Linked DNA regions of Gossypium hirsutum: region 2 is linked to region 1. A link is a contact called in public Hi-C data. All regions are on one chromosome and are shown on one strand. Each heading gives the region's core, a stretch centred on a gene start, on an enhancer-like site or on the middle of the called end of the contact. The rest is flanking DNA. Distances are from core to core; before and after follow the strand shown.

Region 1 (6,517 bases), core at 1,922-4,421:
AAGACGATTAAGTAATAACGAAGAGTATCCATGGCTGGTTTGTAAGGACTTTAATGAGATCTTATATGGCTTTGAGAAGAAAAGAGGTCTCCCTAGAGATGAGAGAAGAATGGAAGCTTTTCGAAAGACGTTAGAAGATTGTAGCTTGGTGGATGTGGGTTATTTAGGTAATTGGTTTACTTAGGAAAGAGGGAACCTCCCAGAAACGAACATTCAAGAGAGGTTGGATAGGGGTGTAGCTACGGAAGAATAGATTTTTTTATTCCCAAATTCTCAAATTAAACATCTCCCCTATTCATTCTCGGACCATCGTCCACTTCTTATTAGTACAAGCACAAAGTTGGAAGGCTGATTCAAAAAAACTTTAAGTTTGAGGCCTGGTGGGTTTTGGAGGAAACATTTTTTGAGGAAGTTAGACATATTTAGGAAAATGCCGGAGGTGATATTTTGAGCAAGATGGATGATATCAAAAGAGATTTAACGAGTTGGGCAAACCAGATTCGACGGTGTAAAAAAATAAAAACAGAGGTCCTAACATCAAAGTTAGCAATGTTACTTGAATCCGATAGAAGTGATGAAAATTTGGCAGAGCTTATTGATACAAAGATTAATTTGAATTTTGAGATTGAAAAGGATGAATGCTATTAGGAGCAGAGGGCCTAAATAAATTGGTTGAAACTTGGAGACAAAAATACAGCTTTTTTTCATAAGCAGGCGACCCAAAGAAAAAAGTGTAATTTTATTCACAAGATGCAGTTTGAAGACGGTAGAGAGACAGAGGAGGTTAAAGAGATGGAGGAAATTGCTAGATCGTATTTTCTAAAATTATTTTCAGTAGGAAGACAAGATAACTTCTCTAAAATCTTGTCCGGAATTAACAGATGCATTTTTTATGAAGATAATGAGAAATTAAAGACAAGATACACCAAGGAGGAAATAAGAGAAGCTCTACTAGAAATAGGTCCTACAAAAGCACCTGGAGAGGATAGTTTTCCAGCCTTATTCTATAAAAAAATGTTGGCCGATCATTGGGGAGGATGTATCCACTTTTTGCCTTCAAAGATTAAATGAAAGTATGGAATTACATTCAATCAACAAAACAAATATTGTGCTAAGCCCAAAAATTTTAAACCCTTTCAGTATTACTCAATTTAGGCCAATTAGCTTATGCAATGTGATTTATAAATTGATAGCTAAGGTCATTGCTAATCGACTTCGGACAGTGATTCATAAATGCATTGATTCAGCACAAAGTGCTTTTGTTCTAGGAAGACTGATTTTCGATAACGTATTACTAGCTTATGAAGTTCTGCACACTTTAAAGCACAAAAGGCCAGGAAAAAATAGCTTATGAAGTTCTGCACACTTTAAAGCACAAAAGGCCAGGAAAAAAAAGGTTTATGGCTGTGAAACTGGATATGAGTAAGGCATATGATAAGGTTGAATGGAGCTTTGTGAATGAGTAATGACGAAAATGGGATTTGACCCAAGATGGGTTAGTTCGTTAATGAATTGTGTGTCTATAGTATCATATTCTGTAGTTTTCAACGAAAATGTAGGAGAAAATTTTCTTCCATCTAGAGGTCTTAGACAAGGGGACCCTTTAAGTATGTTTTTGTTTTTACTTTGTGGGGAAGGGCTTTCGAGTCTAATGCAGCTGGCGAGAACAAGAAACATTATAAAAGGAGTTAAAGTTAGTCAAAGTGGGCCAACCATCTCTCATTTACTCTTTACAGATGACTGTATCTTATTTGCCGAAGCTACTGAAAGGGGGGCACAGTTACTAAAACAAGTTTTGAATGAGTATGAGAGGAGCTCAGGTCAATGTGTTAATTATGATAAATCTATTGTATTCTTCAGTTCAAATACACAAGAAAGGGAAAGGGTTGCAGTTTCGAACATACTTAGAGTAAGAAGGTCAACGGATCCAAAAAGATATCTAGGGCTCCCTAATATGGTGGAAAGGAAAAAGAGGTCATCATTTCAAAATTTGAAGGATAGATTTAAACAACGAATTGACAATTGGAGTATAAGATATCTCTCCCAAGAAGGAAAGGAAGTTTTTATTAAAGCTATACTCCAATCTATCCCAACTTATACGATGGCTTGTTTTCAACTTCCTAAAACTCTATGTGCTGAATTGGAGGGCATAATAGCTAAATACCGGTGGCAAAAGAAGCACAATAGGAAAGGTATTCATTGGTGCGCTTGGAAAGATTTATGCTTATTAAAAGAAGATGGTGGCCTTGGGTTTCGAAATCTTGCGAAGTTTAATGTTGAGCTTTTAGCAAAACCAGGGTGGCGTCTTATCAAATCCCCAAATTCATTATTAGCCTACGTTTTAAAGGCAAAATATTATCCCAATTCGAATTTCTACAAAGCTCGATTAGGAAATTTACCTTCGCTTACCTAGAAAAGTGTTTGGGCTACGAGAGGGCTTCTGGAGAAAGGATTATGCTAGAGGGTTGAGAGAGGGGATCAAATATCTGTTTGGGATGATTTATTGATATCAGGAAATGAATCAGATAGAATATCAAACCAAGACAACAATGATAATATTAAGTTAGTTTCAAATTTAATCGAAGCCATCACTAGAAGCTGGAAAACAAAGGTCATAAGGAATACCTTCCAAATGGATGTAGCGGAAAAAACTCTGAAGATCCCGCTAGCGAAGACAGCACACGAAGATTTTCAAGTATGGAAAGGGGAGTTGACAGGGGAGTTCTCCGTTAGGAGTGCCTACAAACTATTACATGAAATTTGCTTGGATCCTAATACTATTATTTTACAGACCGAAATTAAAAATTTCTACAGAAAACTGTGGAAATTATACATCCCCTCAAAAATTCAAATTACAGTTTGGAGAATATCTTGGAACTTCATTCCGTCTCTTGTCAACCTTAGGCTCAAGAGGGTTGTGGTGGATGCCCAATGTCCTAGATGTCGCCAAGGAGATAAGGACCACTCATATTTTTCAACAATGTCCATTTACAATTGAAGTTTGGAATCAGTTAAGACTAGCATAGGTTTTCAGCCATAATAATCTGAATATATGGCAATGGCTTACCTGGGTCTATGATAAAGGAACAGATGAGCAGATCTGGCTCTTTTGTTATGGTCTTTGGTTAATCTGGTTCAGCAAAAATAAGTTATTATATGAAAGAAGACATATGACAGGAATCGAAATAGCAAGACAAACTCGGAACTATATGGTAGAACTGGATGCAATAGAGGAGACAAGATTTACTCTTCAACCAGCTGAAAATACTCAACAGATATGTAGAAGGGGAAAGATCACAGTTTATTTTGACGCAACCTTCGACCGACTATCGTCCAGATCGACTACGGGTTTGCTTGTACTGAACGAGGAGGGGGAGATCCTCGAATCGAAGGCAGTCATGCACTCCGAGATAGTTACTTCGTTCACGGCAGAATCATATGCAGGATTACAGGCAATAAAATTAGGGATTTCTATGGGGTTAAACAAAATAGAAGTAGTGGGAGATTCGAAAACTATCATTAAGAAATGCCAAAGAAGTGATACAGACAAATCTGTCATTGGAGCAATTATCAGAGACATACAAAGCAAAAAAGATAGATTCCAGGAGATCGACTTTCATTTTATCCCTAAGGCAGAGAATGTCTACGCTCATGTTATAGCAAAGGAGGCCCTTAAGAGAAGAGAAAGCTTTTACTTGATGGGAGGAATTCCAGATTCAGTTCGCCAAGCAGTGGAGAGTTTTTGGCCAAAAGCTCCAGACTAAGTGAAAGAAGCAATGAAAAGTTGTGAAGTGAAAAGTAGCAAATGAGAAGTTAATGCATTTTTTGAAAACCTGCTATAATTAATGGTTAGAACGGTTGATTTGAAAAGATGACAGCTATTGGTTTCCAACTGTTTGATTTGACTGGTACAGGATAAGGCTTAGTTCCTATTTTAGTCTAGTTAAATTCAGACAAATTGGGCTATTTATACTAGTTCTCTCTTTAGGCCAGATTCTAAATAGACCTTTACTTCTGTTTTTTTTATTTCCTTTATTTCTATTTTTATGGATTGTAGCATAAACTCTGCTTTCATGTATTTTAGTCATATAAATGAATCCAATCAGATCTTTTATTAAAAAAAATTATTTAATTAGGAGCAATGCACGATTTGCAAAAAGAAAAACATTTTTGTTATTTTAAAAATCACGTATTTATGTATATTCGTTCACAATCTTTTAAAATAATTTTTAATTTAAAATTATTATTCTCACTTGATTCAAAATTAATTTGATGTAAATGATTTATCTCAAAAAGTAAAATAAATATTTACTACTTAACAAAAATAAATTTATAATTAAAATTTATTTTTAATAAAAACAAATTACTAAAAATTATTAATTTCCCCATGCACTAACCCACTACGAATACATAAATAAATAAAAAATGATTTAATTTAAATTTTTTTAACAATCTAGGTATAAGTTCTCAATATATCTAACTCAAAACTATATATATCCACTCCTTAACTCATCAATAAAAGATAATACATTTAAAATTTTGAACACATTCAAACATACATCCTTTTACATTTACAATAATAGTTATATCAATAGATTTAAAAATAATTAAATCTAATTATCTCCTTTTACAGAATAATAAAAGGTTAAAATTTACAAATTCTTAACTGTGATAGGACATGAAAAATTATTTAATTCTTCATTTGATTAAATCTAAAGTCAACTGTTCCTTCTTAAGTACAGCTATTTTCACACCATAACACAAATAAACCACGGCAGAAAATAAAATAAAAAAGCTGTCTCTATCCTATTGCTTAACAAACTAAGTTTCTCCTTTCTGACCCGTCAAATCTTCAACGTACAACAGTCAGGAAAGCTAAGAAACATCCCATCTGCTTAAACATGCCTAATTAATTTGACCCCTCCAAACATCCAGATTGTTTATCTTCAATGTCTGAAAATGTATCCTCAGATTTGCAGCTAAATGCATCCTCCACACAAGAACTTCCATGGGGCCAGAGTACATCAGTCTGATAATCAGCGAAATTGTTGAAGGCAGATGCAGGGAAAAGTACTTCTTCATACATAACTTCTCCATGCCACTCCACTTCGGAGTCTGCTTTCTTTTGGAGCTCCAAGGCAACCTCTAATGTCACCTCCACTTCCCCAAGAGCAGGTCGTTTATGTTCCCCAACATGGACGCAACTTAATGCGATGTCCAGGAATTTCTGTAAGCAACTCGGGGCTATTTGCCCTTCCAAATATGGGTCCATCATCTGATAAATACTTCCATTCTTTAGGTGTTCATTGACCCAAGAAATTATATATCGATGATTATGGTCCTCCGCATCAAACTTTATTGCTTTTCTACCACAAAGTACTTCAAGCAAAACAACCCCAAATGAGTAAACGTCTGACTTCTCTGTCACAAGAGTAGTATCAATGAAAAGCTCAGGAGCGACGTAGCCCAAAGTACCAAACAGCCTAGTTCGACTTGTTTCCAATTCAATTTCATCCAGAGGAGGTAACTGTATTCTGATGGGAGCGTTTGATAAACTAAAAGGGCCGATCTTAGACAAGGAGAAATCCGCAATCTTAGAAACCTTTAGGTCATCCAAAAGAATGTTTTTGGTCTTGATGTCACGGTGGATGACTGCACGCTTTGCTCCTACATGAAGATAATGTAGTCCACGAGCTGCCCCAATGCAAATCTCTAACCTCTGTTTCCATGGGAGGGGATCATAGCGAGTACCGTGGAGATGATCAAAGAGCGATCCGTTGCTCATATAATTGAACACTATGACCTTTTCGTCTTCGGCCTCATCGCAGAATCCAATCAGAGTAAGAATATGTTGGTGGCGCAGCTGGCAAAGTAGTTGCATCTCATTTCGAAAGTCTTCAAGTGTTTTCTGTCGTGAGGATCCGAGCAGGAAGTATTTGACAGCGAAAACCGAAGCCCCGTCATCGAAAAGCCCTTTGTATACAACTGCACTGCCACCTGTACCAATAACCAAATGGGAGTCAAAGTTATTTGTGGCAACTCTGATCTCGTCGAGTGAAAATCGACGGCATAGATGTTGAGGAAGTGATGATTTAGCTTTTCCCTTGCTCGGCTTCTTCTTTAACTTGCTTTCAAATACTGGACAGAAACAAAAGATGGAAAGTGAAGTTCTCATTAGAAATCAAGACCATGTAGGTACCAGAGAGAGAGAGACGAACAAGTGAGAAATGATTATAAATCTTATTCCAAAGCCTAACTTTGGATTTGGAGAGTTGTTAGCTTCAATTTCATATTTTTGTTTTTTAGTTGGAACATTGAATAGGTGATAATCTTATCAGGTCTAAGCAGTGTACTTTCCTCGCTGCTTCTCTGGGGGCGGATCCATTGAAGAACCGGGGCCAGGTCCGATACCTTTCTTGTATATATGATTTTATATATTTAGCTATAAAATAAAGGAATAATATTTTTTTTGGTACAAGGAGAAGGATGGAACTATAATTAGGCTAGGCAAGGTCAA
Region 2 (6,222 bases), core at 440-2,939, 680 kb before region 1:
GGCAGTTCCTGATCCTTGGGAGGTACCAAATAAATGGCTAGTTGAACCGGGGTTTTGAGCATAAAGATTCTACTGACCTAAAAAAATGGGCCTAACCATTGGGAATACGGTAATACATCTAAGAAATTATTCCATCGAACATATTCCCCCTGGGATCTAGGAATAGCGACATGAACTAAGTGCCCTGTCCAAGCTAAGGAACTTACTTTGAATAGTCCTGACAAATGATGATTTAGACGAGATTTGACGATTTTGTTATTAAAAGGGGTAGCCACCAACTCCAAATATAGATTATAAAACAAACATGAAAAATAAAAATAAATTATTAATTTATCTTAATTTATTTAAATATAAACACTAAAAACATTAAAACTCCTAATCTAACTAAAATAATAATAATAGACACCCACGCCATGCAGAGCTTCAATCCCCCCCCCCTTTTTTTCTTTTTTATTAACTATATCATTAGTTACTAAATTATGAACAAATTTTCGTTTTGGTCACTTAACTAAAAAAAATTATAATTTAGTCACTGAACTATTCAAAAGTTTTTATTTAATTCATTGAGTTGTTAAGGTTTTTATTTTTTAAAAGTTCTGCCAGCGATCTCCAAGCGATGATTCAATAATCAGTATGTTGGATCAGTATCCATCGACAAGTAGAAGAATATACCTTAGGTCCAAATCAATCTGACGGTCAGTGTCAGAGATTGGAGAAACAAAAGTTCACTTTTGCTTGATTGGTTTTTGATTAAATTTTGCTATTCAATTTTAATTTTAAATAATTTGAAGAAAAAATTAATAAAAATATTTTTAATATTTTATTTTTATAATTAAAATAATAAATTAATTAATATAATGTTAAGTATTAATAAATAAATTTATTTATAAAAAAAGAAAGTAATTATATTGTTTCATTTTAAATCACCATTCACAACTTAATTTCTACATTTAATAGACGAGTCTCACATGATCCTACACATTTTAATGGTGATGATCATTTGATTATATATTAATGGAGTGAATCTCAACCCATTAATTTATTATTAATTATTAAAATAAAATATTTAAAAAATATTTTTTACGTTAAATCTTGTTCTTAAACTATCAAAATTAAATTGTAAAAAAAATCAAAGTTGATGGCTAAATTTAATAAAATTTAAAATTCACTAACAGAGTTCAACCGCTTAAAACATGAGTTATAAATTTACCTATATTCTTAAAATATAATTATAAATATCAATTAAAATTAAAATATAATTATAAATATCAATTAAAATAAAGTATAGTGACAAATTTTAATATTTAATTGTAAGAAGACGGACAAATTTGCAAGGTGAAATCTTAACACTACCAAATAGTAAAAAATATATATTTTCATTTTTTTAATATTTTATACTAAACATGATATGAAAAGAATATATATAGTTTTCAATTTTTTTTCTTTCCTTTGTAGGGGCTCAATCGAAACAAACACTATAGTTTACTATATTTTAGGTAAAGACATAAATGCGTACCCAAATTATTAGAACATTCAATGGAAACTCCCAAAATTCCAAATTCTGTCATTGGTGAGAATAGTGGCCTCTATTTGATTATTCAACCAATACAATTCCATTTCTGTTTTTTTCCTCCCTTTTTTTCCGAAACAAATAGAAATTTAATGCTAAAGAAAAAAAAAATCTCAGTGCATCTTAATATTTGGATAGCTGAAAAATAGCACCAAAAAGGTGCTGCCAAAAAGTCAATTCTTGTTTGACTAAGTCCACCGTTACCCATATGCAGTAGAGGAGATTGATGATAATAACAAATGGTTTTTAGTTTTTTAGTGACATTCTATGGAATACACATAAGAAACAAATGTTAAACTCTACTAACTTCACTAATCAATTTACGAAAATGGGAATTTGAAAATTCAAATCTACTGTAACTGTCTCTTTCCTGCACTCCATCTCCACTTCACTATTCATTTTCTACCTTTCTTCATCTCTTATCCCTTTCTCCATATGCATCTTCTCTCTCTGCCTCTCTGTTTTTCCCTCGCAATGAAGATTCCAACCAAAACAACTTTTTCCCCCCAAAACTCGTTCCCCTGTCTCTTCTTCTTCTTCTTCAGTCAATACCTTGTGGTTCCTGTTATAGCAGATTTCAATGTTACCCCTTACTACCCCATAGAAAACATCACAATTGACTGCGGTTCTCCTTCCACCAATGCCTTGTCTTCCGATGGCCGTTCTTGGGTTGGAGATAGCAATGGAAAATTTAGCCCCATAGAGCCACAAAACAACAAGAACAAATCATTAGCGACTGAAGCTGTACCTCCACAGCCCTCATTTGTTGATAATGTCCCCTACTCCACAGCTCGTCTCTCTTACTCACAGTTCACCTATTCTATTCCCCTCACTTCTGGCCCAAAGTTCATCCGCTTGCACTTCTATCCAACTTCATATCTAAGCTTTGACGACCCTTCTAAGAAAGCTTTCTTCTCTGTTCAAGTTGGTCCTTTTACCCTTCTCAGGAATTTCAATGCTTCACTCCATGCTGTACCCAACGTTCCACTTATCAAAGAATTTTGTACAAACGTTGAAGGTCAAAGGTTAAACTTAACCTTCACTCCTAGTCCTGATATCACTCATTCTTATGCTTTCATCAATGCCATCGAAGTTGTTTCCATGCCGATCAATCTATATTATACACCAGAGATTGATGATGACGGCGTACCTTTTCTTGGCCAGGCCCAGGGAAGCTTGTACACCCTAGGAAACAACACTGCCCTTGAGATGATGTATCGAGTCGATGTTGGTGGGAGGGAAATTCCGCCAGGAGAAGACACTGGGATATTCCGGGGCTGGTTAAAAGATGACGCCTATTTGACAATAGCCAAACCAAGTGCTCTTCCTGTTAATACTAGTATTAATCTCACCTTCAGCAGTATACCATTGTACTCTGCTCCAAGGGATGTTTATATAACTGCCAGGACCATGGGGACGAACAAGACCCAGAATTATAACTACTATCTGACATGGGAGTTTCCTGTTGATTCTGGGTTCAATTACTTCGTAAGGTTACATTTTTGTGAGTTCCAGATAGAGATAACCAAAGAAGGTGATAGAGTGTTTGAGATCTTATTAGCTAATTTAACTGCAGAAACTGAAGCAGATGTTATATCCTGGAGTGGTGGAAATGGGATTCCAGTATATCGGGATTATATGGTGTCAATAGGAAAGAATGGAAATCAAAAGCAGCAAAATCTCTCTATTGCTTTACATCCTTCGCCAGCTTGGAGAACTCATTATTCTGATGCCATCTTGAATGGGCTTGAAATCTTCAAATTGAGCAACGGTTTTGTTCTTGCCAGTCCAGATCCAGTTCCAATAAATCAAAAGGAAAATTCACCACCAACCTCAACCATGCATAACAACAACAAAGCAGTATTCGGCATTGTGGGAGGCGTAATATCGGGCTTTGTTGTTCTTTCTCTTCTTTGTTTCTTCGTTTACCGTCAAAAGATGAGAGTCAAAGATACCAGTTCCAGTAAGGGAGTTTCACAGTGGAGTCAGTTTTACGGTAAAGGAGTTCCAGTATCAACCAAGTGTGGTGGCTCATCTCTGCCTTCTGATCTTTGTCGTTACTTTTCACTGTCTGAGATCAAACGAGCAACCAACAACTTCGACAATGTTTTCATTATTGGTGTTGGAGGTTTCGGCAACGTTTACAAAGGATTCATCGATGGTGGGGAGACCCAAGTTGCAATCAAACGGTTGAACCCTGAGTCTCAACAAGGTGCTCACGAATTCAGGACCGAGATCGAGATGCTTTCCCAGCTACGCCACCTCCATTTGGTCTCATTGATTGGCTATTGCAACGATGACGGTGAGATGATTCTGGTCTACGATTACATGGCTAATGGAACACTTCGTGATCATCTTTACAACACCAAAAACCCTCCTCTTTCATGGAAACAAAGGCTAGAGATTTGTGTTGGTGCCGCTCAAGGGTTGCAGTATCTTCATTCAGGTGCAAAACATACCATCATCCATCGGGACGTTAAGACAACAAATATCTTGCTGGATGAGAACTGGGTGGCTAAAGTTTCGGATTTCGGATTGTCTAGAGTCGGCCCCACTAACATGTCCCAAACCCATGTTAGCACGGTTGTGAAAGGCAGCTTCGGGTACTTGGATCCAGAGTATTATCGTCGTGGACAATTGACTGAAAAGTCCGATATATATTCATTCGGTGTGGTCCTTTGTGAAATATTATGTGCTAGGCCACCGATTAGTCGGTCGGCCGAGAAGAATAAGGTAAGCTTAGCAACATGGGCTCAAGAATGCTATCGAAATGGAACACTTTACAATATCATTGATCCATTTTTGAAAGGAAAGATTGCACCTGAGTGTTTGAAAAAATTCACTGAAGTGGCAATGAGTTGCTTGCATGATGATGGAATCCAGAGACCATCGCTGGATGCTGTGGTGTGGGGACTACAGTTCGCACTGCAATTGCAAGAAAGTGCAGAGGAGGATCCCCTTAAACCAAATGCCAGTGGTGGCATTGAAGAAGACATGGATGAGTTTAAAACCTATGAAATGGAAGATGAGAGTGGGGAAGTGTTCAGTAGCATTGGCGATCATGTCATGAACTCCAAGAGCAGCACTACTTTCAGTTTAACAACAAGCGATGAACAAAGTTTTTGTATCAAGGATTCTGATAAGTACTCGTCTAAGGCAGTGTTTTCCGAGATTAGAAACCCACAAGGACGATGATCCAAACATGAAGCTTCTTGGTAGTTTTGTTGCATTCATTTGAGAAAGATCCAAATATATATTTGCTTGATTTCAAAAAAAAATTGTATTGTGATAGTAGATATTTCAAGGTAGTTTCATGTACCTATGTTAATCACCAAGGAATTCCAATATAAACGTGAAAGTGCATTCTTGATATTGAGAGGGGTTACGAGTAATTTTAAGTATTGTATTAAAAATTTAAAATTAGAAATCGTGATGATACACTAATGTGAAAAGATATAAATTAAAAAAAAATTAATACAACAGTGAATAAATCTTACCTCACGTATTCATTCATTTTTATGCTTTGGAGCTTTTATGCCTACAATTGAATTCTTGGATTGAGATTTATGAGGTACCAATTTATTTGTTGTATTATAATTTTTTAAATAAATGATTGGTTTTTAGGCAAAAATGATATTTTATAAAATAACATTTATGTTTTACTTGTTTTAATACTTTAACCCAACAAAATAATATGTGTGTATTATATGATTAACAATCTACCTACCAAATGTTTTGACTACAATGGACTATTTATTCATCATGTTAGTACACTATTTTTCTCTCATGTTAAAACATATATATTAAATAAGTATTTTTTTTATGTTATTACAGTAGTAACCGAACGAGATGTTAATATTACAAGTTAATCGGACATTAACTCAATTGTAAAATTATTAAAATATCTTCTCATATACAAAAAAGATATTTTTATGATAATATTTTGTCTTCTTATATAATAAATTAATAAAAATTTAATTCTAACGAGATTTAAATTTGGAACACTATGAATAATAAATAGCTAATTTTTATCATTGTAATAAAAACATTAATTAATTTTTATATGAAATCTTAATAAATATATTTGTTAAATAATATTTTTTACCTCATAAATAAAATAATAAGTAATAGAGTGTGAGGTTAAAAAAGTTACGGAAGTGCATACGAACATAGAGATTGTTAAATAAATTATCTATCAAATACTTAATTTCAGTAGAATTATTAATGATTTAGTAAGACACAAGATTAAGACGCAAACGAAACTCGAGTCATTCAATTACTTATCTTTAACAAATCGAAAAAACATTAAGTATTGAAAAGATAAATATTAAAAAAATTAAGTGTAAAATATATTTGATATTTTATTTAAAATTAAATAATAAATATTATTAGATTGTTCGATAAAAAGATAATATAATCTTAAATGAAATAAAATAAAATAAAAATCTTAGAATTTATTTTCTATTAAGTGATAAGTATTTACTTATCATTTTCTATACCTTCTTGTAAAAAAAAAATTCTATTGAGTAGTTTTCATTGTGGGTTATCAAACATTTTTGAAAATATTAATTTTTAGTTGATTGGAATTTTTTTAACATTTTATCGAACAAACTTCACTTAACAACCCAATAATTTTGCAAAAAAAAAAAAGA

What was found. A called contact is a pair of places that touch in the nucleus more often than the background predicts.
Region 2: a Hi-C map of leaf shows a contact between it and region 1, with 1.8 times the contacts expected there. The contact joins the promoter of LOC107955691 here to the promoter of LOC107952414 in region 1. A contact is called at or near these places in 6 of 34 Hi-C or Micro-C datasets (callus and leaf).

Annotation. Positions count from the first base shown.
Region 1 is chrA07:83,412,958-83,419,474 of Gossypium_hirsutum_v2.1, reverse strand. It overlaps LOC107952414, which reads left to right and starts at 3,171. Exons shown (of 1, transcript XM_016887670.1): 1 at 3,171-3,764. The coding sequence starts at 3,171. The coding sequence ends at 3,764. It overlaps LOC107952415, which reads left to right. Exons shown (of 2, transcript XM_016887671.2): 1 at 1-167; 2 at 1,542-2,413. The coding sequence ends at 2,413. It overlaps LOC107952413 (receptor-like protein kinase FERONIA), which reads right to left and starts at 6,175. Exons shown (of 1, transcript XM_016887669.1): 1 at 4,910-6,175. The coding sequence starts at 6,175. The coding sequence ends at 4,910.
Region 2 is chrA07:84,096,593-84,102,814 of Gossypium_hirsutum_v2.1, reverse strand. LOC107955691 (receptor-like protein kinase FERONIA) reads left to right here and starts at 1,689. Exons shown (of 1, transcript XM_016891492.2): 1 at 1,689-4,940. The coding sequence starts at 2,006. The coding sequence ends at 4,765. It also overlaps the pseudogene LOC121203740.